2 separate regions of the Pan troglodytes genome follow, and region 2 is linked to region 1. Evidence: chromatin contacts called from public HiChIP or PLAC-seq data. All regions are on one chromosome and are shown on one strand. The core of a region is the stretch at or near the end of the contact, and the rest is flanking DNA. Distances in the headings are between cores, read along the strand shown. Region 1 holds the start of GMPPB (GDP-mannose pyrophosphorylase B). Region 2 holds the start of MST1R (macrophage stimulating 1 receptor).

Region 1 (3,076 bases), core at 240-2,739:
CCTCTTAAGGGCTCCTTGATGGATGCCATCTCTCCTAGCCCCCAGCCCTGGTGCCACTGGTGGGCAGGTTCCCATTCTTTGGGGCTGGGAGGGACAGCTTGCCTGTTTCTGGTCACAAATTACGGTCTTCTCTCCTGTACCATTCTGTGGCTTCAGCCATGGGGGCAGTAGCCCTTCATTAGTGTAGATAGTCATTCCCTGGTAAGGTGGAGGGTAAGACATAGGGTCTGGAACTGTTTGGGACCTTTTGGGGATGTCCTGTGCCTCCCAGATTCCTAGATTCTGGGAGGAGAGGCTGCCGCATTCTGCTGCTCCTCACAGCGAGCAAAGCTGCACCCACTTACATTCAGTATTTTCCTGGCACTACAAAGAGTGGGAAGGCCTGGGATTTGCTGCTGCTCCCTTAGAGCAGGGCCCCTCTTTTCAGCACTTTGGACACCTGGAGACCCAGCCCTGTTATTTAATGGTAGTGGGCAAGTGTGTGTGCATACTGTCTGCCACTGCTTTCTCCCTGCCCCATGCCAGAGAGCCCTGTCCCTGCCAGGCCCAGCCTTCTTAGCCCCAACTTGGGACCAAAGTGCAACATGGGATCATGGGTTGGGGTGCTCAGGTGAGCCCTCTCTATAGTGCTTCCCTGGGCCAAGCTGACACCAGCCCCTGAGGGTGGGGTGGGACGGGTGGTGCTTAAAAGAGGAAGGGGACCAGTGTAGCAACTTGCCAGGGACCCCACCCCTCCCTCTCTGGGCCTGTGCAATGGGCATGGGGATTCCCATCAAGGGGCCTGGCACCTGTGCTAGTTACGTAGCCGCTGCTCACGCGCTCACTCCTGACCACATGCACGTTCCCTAGATGCAGACTGCTTTGAACTTTAAAGCTGTACAATTTGGTTATGTTTGTGCTGACTTAAAATATATTTTAATGAGGAAAAAATAATGGAGAACCCTGGGAAGGACCTGGTTCTTTTGCTTCCCGGGGAACTGTAAGCCCTCGCGTTCTGGGAATCGCTCTCTGCTGCTCTTTCCTGGAAGCTAAGCCTGTCTCCACCGCCCGAGGCCTGCGCCGGTGGCTCCCGCCGCAGTTGCGTTTGCTTTGGACCTTGCGTGCGGGGGAGGGGGTGCTCGGTCCGAGCCCGCTCCTTTCTGTACACCTAGCGCTGCCCGCCCCGCTTGTGTCCGAGGTCGTGTATGTCAAAAATAAAGCCGCTAGAAACGGAGGCGAGTCTGTCTTTGTGAAAATCCCGTGGCCCGCGAGCCTTCCCTGGTCACCCTTCCTCGGGGCGAGGCCGGGGCTGTGGGGCGAGGCCGGGGCCGTGGGGCGGGGCCGGCGGCTGCTGGACCGCGGCGAAGCAGGGAACAAGGCCTCGCCCTTGGCGCCAGTTCCGCCTTTGGATCCGCCAATGGCCAGCTGACCCGCGGGTCCCGGCCCGGGTCTCCATGGCAGCCCGGCGTACTCGGGCGCTCATTGGCTATGTCTGTCGCAGCGCTGCGCCCCAACGTTCCGACGCCGGCGGCCGTGCCACGTACGCGGCAGCCGATTGGCCCGCGGTGGTCGCGTCACTGCCCGCGCCGGGTCCGGCCTGAGTTCGGGGCCAGCAGCCGTCTACCCGGTGTCGCGTTCTGGGTTGTGGCGGCCCTGGATCCGGCGTCAGGGCGACCGGGCGGACGAGGTGGAGCCAGAGTCTGTCAGGCGGGTTGCTGAAGGGCGCGGGGCCGGGCACGGCGTTGGGAGTGCGCGGCAGGGACCGGCCAGGCGGGCTGCAGGCACCTCAGAGCCCGGGACACCCCCTCAACGTCCGCAGGCGCGATGAAGGCACTGATCTTAGTGGGGGGCTATGGGACGCGGCTACGGCCGCTGACGCTGAGCACCCCGAAGCCACTGGTGGACTTCTGCAATAAGCCCATCTTGCTGCACCAAGTGGAGGCGCTAGCCGCGGTAAGACCCTGGGTCGGGATCAGAGTCGCGTTCGGATCTGGCGGGACTAGGGATGGCCAGCGACTAGGGGTCAGGGGCTCCCGTACCTTCTGACTGAGCCCGCCCGTCGGCCTGCGTTCTGACAGGCAGGCGTGGACCACGTGATCCTGGCCGTGAGCTACATGTCGCAGGTGCTGGAGAAGGAAATGAAGGCACAGGAGCAGAGGGTGAGGCACAGACTCTTGGCCCTTATTCTCGGTCCCCGCCCAACTTCCCATCCTGGTAGAACCTGACTGGGGGGGCCTCTTCCTTCCAGCTGGGAATCCGAATCTCCATGTCCCATGAAGAGGAGCCTTTGGGGACAGGTCAGTAGAGGCAGAAAGGTCCCTTGGGGGAGGGTTTAAGGCCAGGAAAAGGGTAAGACCCAGCCTGAACTGGGCCTGCTGAGCCTGAATCCAGGGACTCAGACCTCCAGCAAGGTGGTGACCTGTCCCCTTCCCCCAGCTGGGCCCCTGGCGCTGGCCCGTGACCTACTCTCTGAGACTGCAGACCCTTTCTTCGTCCTCAACAGTGACGTGATCTGCGATTTCCCCTTCCAAGCCATGGTGCAGTTCCACCGGCACCATGGCCAGGAGGGCTCCATCCTGGTAAGGCGCCAGGTCTTCTTTCTCTTGACACTTTCACCCTCCATGCCCAGCCTCCCATGCCCCCTAGCCTTCATCTGCCTTCGGATGTTATGGATACAGAGCTGTGCAGTATGTATCTTTAAGCACTTGGGGCAGAGTCTCTTGAGATCTGGAACGGCATGTGTATCAAGGCTTAGGAACACTGAACTAGGTCCGAGGTCCCCTTCCTTGCATTCAGGTGACCAAGGTGGAGGAACCCTCCAAGTACGGTGTGGTGGTGTGTGAGGCTGACACAGGCCGCATTCACCGGTTCGTGGAGAAGCCACAGGTGTTTGTGTCCAATAAGATCAACGCAGGCATGTACATCCTGAGCCCTGCAGTGCTGCGGCGCATCCAGGTGTGTAGGAGACAGCTGTTGGTGGGCTGGGGTGGGGCAGGCCATCACCGCCATGACCCTGCTCACAAGCTGCCCACTCCCACAGCTGCAGCCTACGTCCATTGAGAAGGAGGTCTTCCCCATTATGGCCAAGGAGGGGCAG
Region 2 (3,159 bases), core at 630-3,129, 180 kb before region 1:
ACAGCCTTGGGGCCCATAGTTCACAGCCCAGACCCACCCTGTGGACCTTCCCTTTCTTCTAGGGTCCAGGCCTATCTAACTGAGGGGGCTGTCAGGCTAAGGTTGTCCCCCAGGGGCCTCAGTCTAGTGTTGGGGGACCAGTTACCAAGGGGCAGCTGCTGAGATCCAAGTGTGGGACTAGGGTCCCCCACCCCTACTCCTCATAAACAGAAGAGAGAACTCTGGGAAATCACCTAGTCGGAACTACATTTTCTTTTTCTTTTTTTGGAGATGGAGTCTCGCTCTGTCACCCAGGCTGGAGTGCAGTGGCACAATCTCAGCTCACTGCAACCTCCACCCCCTAAATTCAAGCTATTCTCCTGCCTCAGCCTCCCTAGTAGCTGGGATTACAGGCACCCACCACCACGCCCGGCTAATTTTTGTTTTTAGTGGAGATAGTTTCACCATGTTGGCCAGATCTGTCTGTTCACCATGTTGGTCTTGAACTCCTGACCTCAAGCGATCCACCCGGCTCGGCCTCCCAAAGTGCTGGGATTACAGGCGTGAGCCACCACGCCCGGTCACATATTTTATTTTAAAAACATTTTTAGCAGTTTTTTTGTTTTGTTGAGTTTTGTTATGTTGCCCAGGCTGGTCTTGAACTCCTAACCTCAAGCAATCCTCCTGCCTTGGCCCCTCAAAGGAGTGCTAGGATTACAGGCATGAGCCACGGTGCCCAGCCCAGAACTACATTCTCATTGAAGAGAATAAGATCCAGCAAGGCCTACAGAGCATGTTGGAAGTGTCCTGAGAGCCAAAGCCCATGATTCCTCCATATCAGGGGGGCACTGGGTAGAGCCAGGAAGGAAGGGGGAGTCCCCAAGGCCCATACTGTGGACCCCATTATACAGCTTCCATATACTTAGGCTGCAGAGGAGGTATGGGCCTCCACTTATGTGCCTCTCTGACTCTGAGGTCCAGTCAGCAAGGCCAGATCCCATCCTAAGACCCTTATGGCCCTGGGAGAGCAGGGCATAACACACCTTCCTCTGACACCATCTTGTCGCTGATAGCTCAGGAGAAGCACATGGAAGAATGGTCCCGGCCGGGCGCGGTGGCTCACGCCTGTAATCCCAACAGTTTGGGAGGCTGAGGCGGGCAGATCACCTGAGGTCAGGAGTTTGAGACCAGCCTGGCCAACACTGTGAATCCTGTCTCTACTAAAAATACAAAATTAGCCGGGTGTGGTGGTGCGCGCCTGTAATCCCAGCTATTCAGGAGGTTGAGACAGGAGGAGGTTGAGGCTGGAGAATCGCTTGAACCTGGGAGGCGGAGTTTGCAGTGAGCCGAGATCGCGCCACTGCAATCCAGCCTGGGCCACAGAGCAAGACTCCTTCTCACAAAAAAAAAAAAAAAGGACAGTCCTTTCCCACAAAGGGTGGCGCCCCATAACATCTCTTGTTAAGTGCCCCACATCTCCCCTCTGGTCTTCCACACAATCCTGGTCTCTGTTCTCCACATGGTGGGCCCCCAGGCCACCTCTGGGCACCAGCCACTGAGGGTGTTGCTACTAAGTGCAAACTAGTTCCACCGCAAGCAAAGAGCCCAGTGTCCTGCCCCCCTTCTCGCTGCGAACCAGTCGGTAGTGGGGGGATGGGATGGGACGGCTCAGACTGGCTCACCTCTCTCCAGGCCACACCATGCACATCCACCCACAGGCCGCTGAGAAAAAGGCGCCAAGACGCCAAGTGAAGGTACAGGAGCCAGGCTTCCAAGGGCCGGAAGAGTCGGATGGGCGGAGGGCCTGGGCTAGGCCACGCCTTCCTCGCGGCCCCGCCCCCACGGCCCGACTCCGCCCGCCCAGCCCGGCGCCCTCGGGTCGGCTGAGCGCTAAGCGCCAGTGTACAGCGGCGGCTGGGGCGGCAGGTGAGGCGGCTGGGGCGTTGCTGTTGTGCGTCCGCAGGCGTCAGGTGCTCAGACCCGAGGGCCGGGAAGGGATTTGGGTTTCACAGGAACCTGGGGCGGCAGGTGAGGCGGCTGGGGCGTTGCTGTCGTGCGTCCGCAGGCGTCAGGTGCTCAGACCCGAGGGCCGGGAAGGGATTTGGGTTTCACAGGAACCTGGGGCGGGGGTCCGCTATCTTGGGGCTGTCGGGACCGCTGCTTAAAGTTGGCCCAGTCCAGACCTCGAGTCGGGCCCCCAGCCAGGCCCACGCCCAGGTCCAGGCCCAGGCCGGTAGGGATCCCCTAGGGTCCCAGCTCGCCTCGATGGAGCTCCTCCCGCCGCTGCCTCAGTCCTTCCTGTTGCTGCTGCTGTTGCCTGCCAAGCCCGCGGCGGGCGAGGACTGGCAGTGCCCGCGCACCCCCTACGCGGCCTCTCGCGACTTTGACGTGAAGTACGTGGTGCCCAGCTTCTCCGCCGGAGGCCTGGTACAGGCCATGGTGACCTACGAGGGCGACAGAAATGAGAGTGCTGTGTTTGTAGCCATACGCAATCGCCTGCATGTGCTTGGGCCTGACCTGAAGTCTGTCCAGAGCCTGGCCACGGGCCCTGCTGGAGACCCTGGCTGCCAGACGTGTGCAGCCTGTGGCCCAGGACCCCACGGCCCTCCCGGTGACACAGACACAAAGGTGCTGGTGCTGGATCCCGCGCTGCCTGCGCTGGTCAGTTGTGGCTCCAGCCTGCAGGGCCGCTGCTTCCTGCATGACCTAGAGCCCCAAGGGACAGCCGTGCATCTGGCAGCGCCAGCCTGCCTCTTCTCAGCCCACCATAACCGGCCCGATGACTGCCCCGACTGTGTGGCCAGCCCATTGGGCACCCGTGTAACTGTGGTTGAGCAAGGCCAGGCCTCCTATTTCTACGTGGCATCCTCACTGGACGCAGCCGTGGCTGCCAGCTTCAGCCCACGCTCAGTGTCTATCAGGCGTCTCAAGGCCGACGCCTCCGGATTCGCACCGGGCTTTGTGGCGTTGTCAGTGCTGCCCAAGCATCTTGTCTCCTACAGTATTGAATATGTGCACAGCTTCCACACGGGAGCCTTCGTATACTTCCTGACTGTACAGCCGGCCAGCGTGACAGATGATCCTAGTGCCCTGCACACACGCCTGGCACGGCTTAGCGCCACTGAGCCAGAGTTGGGTGACTATCGGGAGCTGGTCCTCGACTGCAGATTTGCTCCAAAA

The links. HiChIP or PLAC-seq counts read pairs in DNA pulled down with a chosen protein or histone mark.
Region 2: an H3K4me3 HiChIP or PLAC-seq map of stem cell-derived excitatory neurons shows a contact between it and region 1, with 6 times the contacts expected there. The contact joins the promoter of MST1R here to the promoter of GMPPB in region 1.

The regions. Positions count from the first base shown.
Region 1 is chr2:53,758,090-53,761,165 of NHGRI_mPanTro3-v2.0_pri, reverse strand. It overlaps GMPPB (GDP-mannose pyrophosphorylase B), which reads left to right and starts at 1,489. Exons shown (of 9, transcript XM_516466.9): 1 at 1,489-1,932; 2 at 2,058-2,138; 3 at 2,228-2,276; 4 at 2,416-2,558; 5 at 2,776-2,934; 6 at 3,020-3,076. The coding sequence starts at 1,804. IP6K1 (inositol hexakisphosphate kinase 1) reads left to right here. Exons shown (of 6, transcript XM_001166017.8): 6 at 1-1,213.
Region 2 is chr2:53,938,129-53,941,287 of NHGRI_mPanTro3-v2.0_pri, reverse strand. MST1R (macrophage stimulating 1 receptor) reads left to right here and starts at 1,879. Exons shown (of 19, transcript XM_063805801.1): 1 at 1,879-1,905; 2 at 2,008-3,159. The coding sequence starts at 2,245.